Regions from separate parts of the Triticum aestivum genome. Here region 2 is linked to region 1. A link is a contact called in public Hi-C data. All regions are on one chromosome and are shown on one strand. The core of a region is the stretch at or near the end of the contact, and the rest is flanking DNA. Distances in the headings are between cores, read along the strand shown. Region 1 holds the start of LOC123183152 (mitogen-activated protein kinase 7). Region 2 has its middle 44 kb from the start of LOC123183152.

Region 1 (2,557 bases), core at 23-2,522:
TGCTTTCTCGTGCACATTTTATCCCAAGCGATCCAATGAACTTTCTTTTGCCCATTTGCTTCTCCCCACCAGAAGTTTGACGAAATAGATGACAGATTCCCGCACATTTTTTTGTGAGTTGGAAGCAGCTCATGGTCAAGGTTGGTGTTGATTGGAGGCCGGATTTAACAAGCACCTCTCTAGCCATTTTTGAAAGTCCTTGTCCTTTCCATCCCGAGACTTTCCCTCTTGCTCTCTCCTTTACATATTTGAAAATTCCATCCTTCGAGCTCCCTACCACCGTAGGTAGCCCCAAGTACCGCTCACTCAATGCCTCCTCCTTGATGCCCAGTACTTGCTTTAGCTCTTCTTTTGTAGTATCATCTGTTCCTTTGCCGAAGAAAATTGCTGACTTGTGGAAGTTCACTTTCTGTCCGGACGCACCTTCATACTGCTGCAAGATAGTCCGGAGTACTTCAAAATTATCCCTAGAGCCTTCCACGAACACCACACTGTCGTCAGCAAACAGTAAATGAGTAACGATTGGCCCGTTTGAACCGAACGACACCCCTTTGATATTAGCCTCCTCCTGCGCCTTCTTTAGAAGAGCCGAGAAGCCCTCGACGCAGAAAAGAAAGAGGTACGGGGAGAGGGGGTCCCCCTGCCTCAGTCCTCTGGATGGGTTAAATCTATTTGGACCTTTTCACTTACTTTTTATCTCGTTTCCTTCTCTCTATCCCCCGCCGACGACAATAAATGATCGCTTTTCACCCGAACACTTGATATGGAACGTTCATTTCCAATACCGCTTTACGTTCTAGATACACCGCCAGCTCGCACATTGTCGAGATTGGAGTTTCACGCGTACCGTGTATGCGCATGTCTAGGAAGCATCCGCGCGCGGTGTGCGCTAGCTCGTCGCGACGCAGCGCTCCTTTCCAAATTCAGTTCTAGCTCACGGATTCCGCTCCTCGGTAGCCGCTGTCGAGAGTGGCATTTAGGCGGTATCGTGTACTCCTCTATGGGCGTTGGGCGTCCGCGTGAATTACAACCACCGATGTTTTTTGTGAAAGAGAAAACGCACACGTATTGTCCTCACTCACACGCAAAGGGACACTAGCCAAAGCCCACCAACCCGCACCGATAAGAAAATACCGTAAACACCCTCGCTCCTGCCCGAGAACTACAACAATACCAGACCTCACTCCCTAGGCCACTCGAGGGGCAGGACCGTCCGCCCGCACCCAAATGTTTTTACTAATGCCCCCTCGCCCCGCCTTTCCGCCGCTCAGTTCGCCTGCCCGCACCTGCCTGCTTGGACTTGTTTAACACTCAGCACCGCACCACCGCTTCCTCCTCCCTTCTCCGGGTGACATCGCCGCAGACCGGACCGGCGGCGAGGCGCGGTCTTCCGTGCTCCTCGGGATGCTCGAGGAAAATGCGGGTGCCCACAGCGGCGGCGAGCAGCTTTACAAGGTTTGAGTCAATTTGTTGTTGTGTGCGCTATTGACGGTCTGCACACCCCTACCATGCAAGGGGCAGACCCATTCAGATCTTTTCACTTCTTTTTTATAGTTTCAGTTATACTTTTCTTCTCTCTATCACGACAAATGACCGCTTTTCTCTTTGAAACTTGGTATGTAAAGTTCATTACCAATACCAGTTTGCGTTGTTGATACACCTCTAGCTCACAGATTGTCGAGATTGGAGTTCATGCATACCGTGTTCGCACGTGTCTAGGAAGCATCTGCGGGCGGCACGCATTAGCTCATCGCGACGCATCGCTTCCTTCCAAAAACAATTCTAGCTCATAGACTCTAGTCCTCAGTAGATGCAATCAAGAGCGGCGTGTAGGTGGTACCAATGACGACTCTATAATGTAAACGGAGGACAGGCCCGAACAAGCCAGGAGGTGCTTAGATGGGCCAAGAAGCCGCCTATTTGCTAGGCCGGACCGGGCCGGGCCGTCATCACTAGTAGCAAAGACAAAATCCATCTGGCTAGAGGGCAGGCTCAAGCCTTTTAAAGCCTGCACAGTAGATTCGCCCCTGGGTGGTTGGTATCGTATACTCCTCTGCGGGTGTGCGGCATCCGCGTGAATTACAACCACCGATGTTTTTTTCTTTGCACGAAAGAGAAACACACACGCATATATAAGCGGGTTAACGGGTCACACCGAAGAGCGCCCGTGTGCTGTCCTCACTCTCACGCAAAGGGACAGTAGCCCAAGTCCACTAACCCGCACCCGATAACCAAATACCGAAAACACCCTCGCTCTTGCCGGAGAACTACGGCTGAACCAGACCTCACTCCCCCTGCCACTCAAGGGGCAAAACCGTCCACCCCAGCCCAAACACTTTTATTAATACCACCTCGCGTCGGCCTTGTGCTGCTCAGCTCACCTCCCCGCCCCTGCCTGCTTGGACTTGTTTAACACCCACCACCGCTCCCTCCTCCCTCCTCCGGGTGACGTCGCCGCGGACCGCACCGGCGGCGAGGCGAGGCGCGGCGCGGCCTTCTATCTCCCCCGGCGACCGGCCGTGCTCCCAAGGATGCCGGAGGCAAATGCGGGTGCCCG
Region 2 (2,557 bases), core at 32-2,531, 44 kb before region 1:
GAATCTAACTCTAACCTCTAACTGAGTTAGAAACCTCTAACTGAGTTAGAGTATCCAAACAGGCCCTTTGTCCCGGCACGAAACGTGCCCATCGGACAACTGCTCACCGAATGAAACGCCGGGCACGTGCTGCAATCATGCCACTATAATAAAATTGATGTCGCCGTTGCTGTCGCTGTGGGGGCGGTGGGCCCGGTTTGGTCGCCTGCGCCGCTGCGATCGAGCGGCCATGGCTGAGCCTCGGGATAGATATCGTTGGGCCAGTAGATATTTCTGGTGCACACACCAGTGGGACTTGGACGTACCAGTGGCAGCACACTAGCTCTATATAGACAGTCTGTACTATGTAGGCTGCTACTTGTGCTGTCCGGCGGCTGCCAGTTGATTTCGGTGGTCTCTCCCCTACTGCGTGATGCTGATGAAGAGCACACAGGAATCCACAGGCACGCAGAAATTTGTGTCTTATGTTGTGGAGATACTATTACTGTCCTAGGACAAGGGGATGTAGGCTGTTCAGCCCTTGATCTGACGAGACAAAAGATATACGGACTACTGCTACAAATTCAAGGCAGGACGAAACAACGAAAGAAACTAAAAAAAGAAAAGGAAACCAAGTAAGTTGACCAAATTAATTAGTGATGGCCGCACAGATGGGCGCACGCGCAGGAAGCAGGCAAGTCTCGTCCACGGTTGTGCGTGCACATACACACAGAATGGATCCATCCATCGTTGACAGTGAACCAGCTGCGTGAGCTTGCGTGGATCTCCCGTACTACTTGAGAGAGAAAAATAGGCGTGGATCTCGTCGATTGAGGCAAGTGGTGTGTTTCTTTATGGGGAACCCGCGATTGTGCCCAAACAAACACAATATCAATAGATCCTCTGTCTGTTCCTGCGGTCTGCAGATCTATAGGGTGGCTGATTCTCTGACGTGTAGTAGTATACAAAAATCTCCGGCGCAGTCCTGCTCCTGCTCGGTTACCGTTATGCGCGCACGCTCTCGATCGATCGGCAATGGTAATTCCGCACGAGGGAGTAAGTCGGAGGAAACCCTGCGCGGGCGAGGAGATCCCATGCATGCATGGCTGATTTACGTGGACGTACGTTCCCGGGCGCGGGTCCCTACCGGGTACTGATCGGCGGGCACATACGCATGTCCAGGTTGCCTGCGCCGTAAGTGCGTGCCAGCACACGTACGGCCGGGCCGGGGGGATGCACCCCCGAAGCTTCCGGAAAGGGGCAGCAAAAAAAACTGGTGGTGGTGGTGGTCACCGCAAGGCAACGGCCGGGTGGGTGACTGACTCCGGTGGCTGCATGCGGCGGAGAAGAGAAGAGAAGAGGGTCCGCATCTGCAGCTTGCGCCGGTGCTGCGCGGAATCTTCCGGAATCGGCGAAAAGCATCTACAGCGGTGGTACGTACTCGTAGCTACCACGACGGCCGGGTTGGTGACTCCAATCGTCTTTCTTTCGCCGCCGAACCAAAGACGGCCCCTTTCTGCCTTTTGTTCAAAAGAAGAAAAAAAAAGCCGGTCTGCCGCAGCGAGTAGCTGCCGCTCACTATATTTTAGTCGCCGCACGCGGCAGGCGGCAGCGATCGTCGGTATAGTCAACGCCACGTCCAAACAAATCGATTTCACGCACGCCTACTGCTGTCTATAGGCCCTGTTTGGTTCAGCTTTTATCGACGTATTCCGCTGCCGCGCAGCAGAATCCCAGCAAAATCCGATTCTAGAAATCCGCTGCCAAAATCTGATTCCGCTGTGGGCCAAAATCTGAAAAATCTGTATCAGCTGGTTTGTCAAATGACTTACATCTATTTCACATCAGATTTTTCATAGCTGTTTCTTCACAGCAGATTTTTCACAGCTACTTTTAGAAATCTACAGCCGAACCAAACAGGGCATAATGAGCTTTGGGGTGCAAGAAGCCAAGTGCGTTCCCACCTCGACCTAGGGAAGCTAGGCATGTGAAGTACTACTGTTTTTGCATCGCCGGTGTATATGGATATTAATTAGGTTATCCACATCTCCTTTGTTTTCTTGCGGTTAATTAAATCCATGAATTACCTTCTCTATAGTGATGCGTGTCTCATTTATACTAGTATGTCATAAACATCATATTACAACCCATGTAAACACCGATCTGACAAGACTAAAAAGACAGTAGAACGCTAGTCTTTACACAAAAAACACCAACCAAGAATGAATAATACATCATGACTGAAGAATCATCTGAGCTTAACACCGCCGCCCATCACCTACCTCTGGCACTACCATAGCAGCCACCGAAGAAAAAAATGATAGATCATCTGAGCTCGACACTCGGCTTCGTCGCTATTATGCAGCTTTTCCGACCTTCAAGGTGACTCACCAAAGGCGAACCATTGTCATTGAACGAAATAGACCGGGGCAACAACCCAGACATGCCATCGAACTTAAGATCTAGCACCCCCGCACGACTAAGACGTCGGAGGTGGAAACCATACCTATCAGCCATGAACCATGAACATAACACACGATCCACCATCTTCTAGATGCCGCTGATGCACACTACAAAC

What was found. A called contact is a pair of places that touch in the nucleus more often than the background predicts.
Region 2: a contact with region 1 is called in a Hi-C map of leaf, with 5 times the contacts expected there. The contact joins the enhancer-like site here to the promoter of LOC123183152 in region 1. A contact is called at or near these places in 4 of 5 Hi-C or Micro-C datasets (leaf and an unstated tissue) and 1 of 1 datasets of contacts at active chromatin or transcription factors (leaf).

What each region holds. Positions count from the first base shown.
Region 1 is chr1D:474,290,616-474,293,172 of IWGSC CS RefSeq v2.1, reverse strand. It overlaps LOC123183152 (mitogen-activated protein kinase 7), which reads left to right and starts at 1,272. Exons shown (of 10, transcript XM_044595896.1): 1 at 1,272-1,455. The coding sequence starts at 1,405.
Region 2 is chr1D:474,334,380-474,336,936 of IWGSC CS RefSeq v2.1, reverse strand. No RefSeq gene overlaps it. Among protein-coding and RNA genes, the nearest start is that of LOC123183152, 44 kb to the right of the region's middle. Within about 2 kb of position 1,281, at least 7 of the 8 cell types and tissues checked have an H3K27ac peak or open chromatin away from gene starts, as enhancers often do. A contact at or near this core is called in leaf, where this site is marked.